Regions from separate parts of the Mus musculus genome. Here region 2 is linked to region 1. A link is a contact called in public promoter capture Hi-C data. All regions are on one chromosome and are shown on one strand. The core of a region is the stretch at or near the end of the contact, and the rest is flanking DNA. Distances in the headings are between cores, read along the strand shown. Region 1 holds the start of 4930439D14Rik (a long non-coding RNA gene). Region 2 overlaps Rasal2 (RAS protein activator like 2).

Region 1 (4,430 bases), core at 1,740-4,239:
GCAACCACATGGTGGCTCACAACCATCTGTGTAATGGAATCCGATGCCCTCTTCTGGTGTGTCTAAGAGAATAACAGTGTACTTATATAAATAAATTTTATATATATATATATATATATATATATATATATATACACATACATACATACATACACACACACACACACACACACACATATATATATATATATATATATATATATATATATATATAAATCTAAAGTTGAAAAATAAAACTGCAGAACCATGCACTTGTGCCAGAAGAAAGAAGACAGACACAAGGTACGGCAAGAAGCAGCCGGAGTACCAAGAACTGCTGCTCTGTAAGCAGGACCTGGGAAGGAGACCATGAAGACATGAGGCAAGGGACCAAAGCTTTTACCAAAAGTCTTACAGGGTAACTTTTAACTGTATAAGTTCAAGTAGCAACGTTTAAAAGAAGAACAAAGTAGTCATATCATTTAATGTCAATTATTTTACTCTCTGGTCATAATCTCTGACCAATAACTGGACATTGTTTCAAGTGTGAGGTACTTTTCTAAGAAGGGAGGAGGGGGCAGGGAAAGGGGAGAAGGAAGAGGGAGGAGGGCAGAGGAGGTTGATGAATAAAACCCATCTGGAATATTTAGAATGAGGTCGTGAATAAAACTTGAGAACCAAAGAAAATAAAACTATAAAGCATGAAAGAGTACAGATTAATTTAAAAATACTGAAGTTTTATCATATCCAATCTTCATTCTCTCATTAACAAGGAACTAATGGGAATTTAAAACACACTTAAGGAAGTAATTAAGGAGTAATGCCATAAACTCACTTTTTTCCACGGGACCTATTTCAAGCTATCTGAATTATGTTTTCATTGAATACTAGATAACTATAAAAAGTGTGAAGTGCAGACAAAAGTAACTATCTCAAAAGCAAACATTAAACAAAAGCTAATATTCAAAACACAGGATCCATTTTAATGTATTTTATTCTCAAAAGCTTGTATGTGTTCGTTTTCCATATCAAAGGAAAGCAGAGCTTTAGAGAAAAGGAAGGCAATTTCAAATAATAGATTAGCGGTTAAAAACTCCTTAGAAACTTCTGGAAGCTAGCAGTACACTAAGTCCCCAGCTGTGCATTTTCCCAAAGTCTCCACTCCAGAGACCGGGGGAGTGGGGGGGGGGGGGGGACAGGATGGGACTGGGCACATCACACTCTAGAAACAACAGTCTAGGCCTGGGATCCCTGTATGATTACTGATAGCTGGCCTCCCACTCTGAAGTGGAGAGACTAATGCCTGCGTAGGGTAAATACTTTTAAAGCTCTGAAATCTACAAAGATCTACACCAATGCATGTCACCATGATTATTAATCAGAGCATAAACTAATCTCTTCTCATCAGCCCCTTGGAATCCAGTAAGATTTTTCTTTAACAGACGGGTAGAATGCCATTTCCCTGGGGGGATGTCGGCTTACTTCTCCTGAAGACTCTTACAAACAAGTAAATACCAAGACAAGAATATCAGCACACATTTCATTTAAGTATATAAACCAACAGATTAATTGTCTAGCCACATATAAACCACACACCCTCTGACTCCAGGTAGAGTAATATTTAGATATGTTTGGAAGCCGGATACCTAGTGTGTATAAACACAAGCACAGTTTAAGACAACTGTCTTGATGCTTTTATTCACTAACAGTTCCTTCTATCCTCAGAAGGAAAAATGCAAGCAGTATCCTAACTCAAAAGGCATCCTGAGTTTTCACTTCTACACTAACAGAGCTGCCCACTGATGACTTTATCTCCATCACAGCACGTGTGCGTTTGTGCGCTGCAGCATCCCCTCCACACCCATCAGGACACAGCGGGACGCGGAGATACTCTGTGTGTTTAGAAGAATTGACCCTCTGGACAAGAGCTTAAAAGGAGCTTTTGATCCCAACTCCTCATAGGCAGAGTCAGGCAGATCTCAGCCAGTTAGAAGCCAGCCTGGTCTATGTAGTGAATTCCACCGACAGCTAGAGCTACATAGTGAGGCTCTGCCTCAAAAAAAAAAAAAAAAAAAAAAAAGTTTCAAGTTGCAATCAAATTATTATTACCAACAAAGCCATCTTTCACCAAAGGCAACCACTGCCCCAATTTTAATTGTAAGCTCGTTTTTAAAATGCACACAAATTGCATTCATTACTCACACATGTCTGGTTCATAGCTATCTTTTAAATTTTATTTTCTCTCAGAATTTTTGGGTGTATCCTCCCTGATACTGTAATATCAAAAAGTATACTAGGATCTTGACACACAAGCAGATCTTTCAACTTCTGCTGCAATCTGGTGAATAAAAGATAGAGAACAGTATTTGCAGAAAAAGTCAAATTCCTGAAATCAATGCATGGTGAGATAGAATGGACTGGGTTTTACTATTTTAAAATTACTATGCCAGAATTTAAGCTCAAATAACTATACTTAAACCATTCATGGGAACTCTAATAGACACATTTAATATATACATGTGGCTAAGACAAGCAATTTTCCACATTTTTGAAGCTTCATGACTACACACATTCAGTAGAGGTTATTATTATTAAAATAATACTGTTTGGTTACAAATCCCACTCCTGCAGTAACAGTATTACACTTACTACATTTATGATGCTACAGCCCGAACAATCATATCTGGGTGGGACAGGCTTTTACAGTTTGCAAGTTAACGAACTGTGGCACTGCGGTACTCTCTCATGCAAGGAATGAAAAGTTCCACAAAATTCGAATGGTCATCTTCAAAGACACACGACCTCGAGTACACCGGATGGTAAACATTACATAAACAACGCCAAAGTCAACTCATAAACAAACACCAACACCGAAACAAAGCTCTATAGCTACTTCAGCGTACTAAGACGGGGTGTGGGGGTGGGGAGGGGATGCAGAGCACCTACGAGGAAAGGCTCAATTAACTGCCGCCCGTGCTTTCATCCTCCGATCTTAAACAAAAGACGCTGGATGCTTTCGGTGGAGAGCGCTTTCTGCAGAGGGATTTGGGGTTGCAAACGCCCCTCCTCCACGGCCACCAACAGGCCCCTTTCTTCCTCCTCCCTCACCCCTCCCAGCTCAAACAAATTAACATTCGCACTAAGGTACCTCCTATCAGCTCGCAGCTTCTTCCCAAACACGCCCACGCACCCTGAAACCCGCCTGCGTCTACACCGCACACGGCGGCAGGAAAAGCGCTTCGAGGGGGGCGGGGAGCCGCGGCGGCAGCGCACAGGTCCGGGCTCCCTTCCAGGTCAGCTCCCCATCGCCTCCCCGAGCCCGGTGTTTACGAGCCCGCCTAAGCCCACACAGCAAAGGAATCCCAGGCGCTGCGGGCAGCTAGCGCGGCGGTGCGGGACCCCCCTCCGTGTCCGCACGCGGCCTCCGCCGCCGCGGCGCCGCTCACCCCGCGCTCCGCGGGCGGTTCGGCCCCGCAACAGGTCACCCGCCTCGGCTCGGTGACGGGGGTGCAGGCGCCCCGGCCGAGAGGGGGTGTGGCTGGCGCGGCGGGGCCCGGCCCCGGCTCACCTGAGAGGCTGAGGCGACGCCGGGGCCTCCGCCACCGCGGGACCGCGAGCGACCCGCAGCCCGCCCTCCCGCGCCGCGCACCGCGGCCGCCGCCGCCATTGCCCGCGCCTCCCCACACGCCCGCACGCCACGCCGACCTGTGCAGCCGCGGCCGTCGCCTCCGCTTCGCCCGCGGCTCCGAGGCAATCGCTCGCCCAACCGAGCAGTCGGCGTCTCTCATTCAGCGCCTGCCGCCGGCGCTCGGGGGAGGGGAGTGCGCTGGATCCACCCCGGCCGCGCAGGGGGCGCGCGCCGGGCGGGCGGGGCGGAGCGGCGCGCGCACCAACCGAGCGCGCTCGCGCGGCCGGGAACGCCGGGTCGCCGGGGTCTCGGCGCAGTCTGCGGGCGCCGGGCTATGCCCCCCGAGGCCAACTGCCGCCCCGTACCGGTGTCCGAGGCGCGTGCCCCAGCCGCAGGCGCAGCACCGGCCGCAAGGACGAGCCGCAGGGTTCAGGACGGACAGGTGGGGCCCCGCGGCTGCTCCCCGCACGGGTCTCGTTGGCGCCTGGGACGCGGGCGTTGCTCCCCGCTCGGGCCAGAGGACAAAAGTCTGGAAACGCTTGGCCCCCAGATCAAATACCCAGCCCGTGAGGGCGGCGTCCTTAGGAGTCGTGGCGGACAAGTGGAGGGGGACTGCAAATGTGAAGAGTCACCCCACAGCCGTGGGATCTTAAATGATGGAGTCTGCACTCTAGCACATCATCATGCCGGAAGTGTTGGGTCGGCCTCTAGGTGTTAAGCAGGGTGGCTGCCGGTGGTTTAAGGAGCAAATAACAATATTTGGGATCCCCTAGTCCCGGATTGATGAGTTTCAGGTGGACTGTATTTTCACGCCATTGCGGGA
Region 2 (3,859 bases), core at 637-3,136, 350 kb after region 1:
GACTTCTATTTATTTAAATCCGTTTTAATTTTCTGTGTAGAAGTTTTGCACATCACATTAGATTTCTTTTTCCTAGCCCAGATAGTTATTGTTTATGATGTTCTACTAAGCATATTAATTTTTTCAATGACTATTTGCCAGCATAGACAAATATCAGTAATCTTTATTTATTAATCTTAAATACTTATAGTTTTGTTTCTACATGTATTTGTTTTATCTTGTTAAGTTAAAAAAATATTAAAATCCTACTATATTCTTTTTTATTCTTAAAATAGCACCACATGTTACAAACATAAGTATTCAAAGCAATGCCCAACAGAAGGTAACTTGCCTAACTAAAACTCACCAGTAAAGAAAACTGAAACAGCCTATGTAATTCAAGATTTAACTGGCATGAAAGAGAAGAATCTCTTCAGAGATAAGCTTTACCACTTTCATATTAATGAGGGTCAATTGTTGTGCTAATTTTAGGAAAACCACTCTGAAAATTTATCACTAAGTCTCATCTGTCAGGACAATTACCAGACATGTTCAGAATAAAAGCCATAAAATGGCTCACAATCAGGTACCTTTGCTAGCCACCATATGATTTTGCCGTTAGGAATAATACCTGGACTACCAAAGACACTTAACAGTTCACTATATCATCATCATTTGTCGCTTCCTGAACTCTGTAATAACTCTTCAGATCATTATACTTCCTTAAAACCTAAGCACTTTTCAATATAGCAGAAACAATAAAAAAAGAGGAAATGAAAGATGGTAGCTCCTGGCCAGTTTGTATATATGAACTATCAGTGCATGTAAAATAAAACAGGCTATAAACATTTACAGTCCAATAAGTTTTCAATATTATGAGGACCTAAAGTAGCTTCAACATATGCTAACGTGGCTCAAAGTAAACACGATGACTGGAATATGGTTTCTCCAAAAAGTAAACTTGGGAGAAAATATTTGCTAGCCTAATATTTTTAACTGGTAGAAAGTTTTTTAAGACAATATGAGAACTAGACGTAAAAAGCATGTAAGTTCCAAAATACATTTAGACAACAAAAAAAGTTTATATTAGAAAACACAGCACAAACCACAAAATTATAGACAGACCACCACCACAGAAAGAACAAATGATTTTATTTACCTACCATGTATCCATGAGTAAATGTTTATGGTTCATTAAATACATAATAATGTAATATAAAACCCCAAAGCAGGTTCTATTTTTCAAATTACTTGATTACTTTAAATTGAGTATTCCCTTATCATTCCAGTTTAATTATTTAAATATTACAAAACAGTAACAAAACATAAAATGATACGTAGGATATAAAATGGGGAAGAGCCAGCTGTTTTGGGGGTGGTGGGGATTGGGGAGCATTGGGATCACATGCTAAACAAGTATTCTATAACTAAGCTATCCTCAATCTGAAACGAAGCGGCTAACATTTTCCCTGTCATCTACTCAAACCATGGGTCTGAAAATAATTTATATAGACCATGCAAAGTTAAATTAGCCTACTCTGACATCTACAATAACATCAGTAGCTACGAAAAGTGTGTGTCTCAGCCACTCACACAGTACCTGAAACAATACTACCAATGCTCTGAAAACAGTGCTGCGCAATAGTACAGAAATATGCCATTCAACTTGCCTACACCAAACAGCAATGTTACTGGGTAGCACACAGATAAATTTATTAGCATATAATAATTGCTGATGCTTGGCTATAACTCTGATGAACTGGATTAATGGGCTATTGATTTGAATACAATGGTTTAAGGAGAAACATACAGTACTTTGTTTTACTGTAACATTGACAAATGCTTTAGTCATCCAATAAAACGTAGGGACGTCTTTCCTTTCTTTGGCTTACCTAGTTTAGTGGTGCCCTCCTGTGGGTACTCCGGAAACTGACCCTCTGAAGGAACACTGACAGTTCTCCTCAGACAGCGCCCTTTGGTGGAATCTGTCTGTTGATCCTGTCCTTCCACAGGCATCTGGCCAAGAGACACAGAGAAAACAAAATAATGTACATGTCTAAGTACTTTCTTACTGATTAACACTTTTAATTAATGAAGATAGTAGTGTGAAATGAAATTTGAAAGTAGGAGAGGAATGTAGAAATGAAGTAAAAAGGATGTTAAGGGATTACCAGCTCCATTGCAGGAAGCTGTTGTTTAGAAAGAAAACTAAAGGAGCAGGAAAGGCAAGTGTGTAAATTAGCTAACCTGGAGTCTGTACAAATCCTATCTGGGTGCGAGCCTGCTCTGGAAGCTCAGAGAACAAAATAAAACACCCACACAAATAAAAGGCAAAGAAACAGAGAGAAAAAAGGAATCCCAGTAACTTTACATGTTGTTCTGTTTTATTAACTATTGTTGTTAATGTCTCACTGTATGTAACTTACAACATAAAACATCTAGATATATATAGGGAAAACAGAATAGACAGGGCTTTATACTAGCTACGCTTTCAGGCTTCAGCTGATTCACTGACACTTCTCTGTATCAGAAATTGGTTTAGAAACTTTAATTTTATCCAATATTCAAAAGAGCAAATATTGGAATCAAAGGTGACCATAATTTAGGCTTCAAAATTTCTCTGAAAATGGAGTTGATTTTATTAAAGATTTTAGGACCATACAACTCTTATTCAGTTGAATCAAATACTTAAATATAGTTCATAAAATGTATTTCTAATGCAAGCACATATAGACATTCACACAGGTACAATAATAAAGCAGCCTGTTTTATGCCAAAGGGGTAGCTTTCTCTAACAGTAAGAAGTGTTTTCTGCTATGGTTTCAGAAGCATACTGAGTGAGAATTTGCTTACGTGGATGAGAGCTATGAACTTAAAAACTATGCAGCAGGTTATTTCTGTAGAATAATTGATGGCGTCACGGTTTGTCTCTGGGGAGTGGGGCTTAGTAGTTTTCTCACATTTATGGGAGATGAAGGCCAAGGCCCTAGTGAGTCAGCTGAGGCCTGAAAGCATAGCTAGTACAGCCCTGTATATACTGTGTTTTCCTCTATAAATATCTATGATAAATTTTATTGTTTCACACAGTAAGACATTAACAACAATCATTAATAAATCAGAACAACAAATAGTTACAAGAATGAATTTTCTCTTTTTCTCTATTACCTGCCATGTTTCAATGTACTTAATCATATTTTATCTTTTCTTTTTTTAAGATGTATTTATTTCTTTTATATATGTGAGTATACTGTTGCTGTCTTCAGACACAACAGATGAGGGCATCAGATCCTATTACAGATGGTTGTGAGCCACCATGTGATTAGTGGGAATTGAACTCAGGACCTCTAGAAGAGCAGTCAGTGCTCTTAACTGCTGAGCAATCTCTTCAGCCCCATATTTTTATCTTTTCATGAAATGGAAGCACCTCAGCTTCTCTTTGGAACAGGAGACTTCCAGTATCTTTGGTTATTCTCCTATGTTTTGGTTATTCTAAAGTAAAATAAGAATATTTAAGGACAAGCACCTTAAGAAGAACACCATTTAAAGATACTGTGAAGAACACAATTTAAAAATTAAAATTGTTCATTTCTGGTATTTCTCACATAATATTTCTCAATTATATTTGATCATAGATAAGTAAAACTGTAAAAACCAAATCTATAGACTATTGTAATACTACATTTGGGAATAGCAGGCAAAGATATTTTCTTTTTTAAAAAACATTTATTTAATATATGTGAGTACATCGTTGCTTTCTTCAGACACACCAGAAGAAGAAATTGGATCCCATTACACATGGTTGTGAGGTACCATGTGGTTTTTGGAAATTGAACTCAGGACTTGGGAAGAGCAGTCAATCTCTCCAGCCCTACAAACGGTA

The links. Promoter capture Hi-C pulls out the DNA fragments that hold promoters and counts their contacts.
Region 2: a contact with region 1 is called in a promoter capture Hi-C map of liver, with 2.7 times the contacts expected there. The contact joins the enhancer-like site here to the promoter of 4930439D14Rik in region 1. A contact is called at or near these places in 6 of 39 promoter capture datasets (the 3T3-L1 cell line, 3T3-L1-derived adipocytes, hippocampal neurons and 1 more), 14 of 484 Hi-C or Micro-C datasets (the F1.1 cell line, the STO cell line, brain and 8 more) and 5 of 115 datasets of contacts at active chromatin or transcription factors (bone marrow-derived dendritic cells, embryonic basal ganglia, forebrain and 2 more).

The regions. Positions count from the first base shown.
Region 1 is chr1:156,935,805-156,940,234 of GRCm38.p6, forward strand. 4930439D14Rik (a long non-coding RNA gene) reads left to right here and starts at 2,990. Exons shown (of 2, transcript XR_003948625.1): 1 at 2,990-3,254; 2 at 3,323-4,391. Ralgps2 (Ral GEF with PH domain and SH3 binding motif 2) reads right to left here and starts at 3,822. Exons shown (of 19, transcript NM_001159967.1): 1 at 3,685-3,822.
Region 2 is chr1:157,284,860-157,288,718 of GRCm38.p6, forward strand. Rasal2 (RAS protein activator like 2) reads right to left here. Exons shown (of 18, transcript NM_177644.5): 3 at 1,872-1,995. Among named protein-coding and RNA genes, the nearest start is that of Gm51654, 34 kb to the left of the region's middle. Within about 2 kb of position 1,887, at least 10 of the 459 cell types and tissues checked have an H3K27ac peak or open chromatin away from gene starts, as enhancers often do. A contact at or near this core is called in liver, where this site is marked.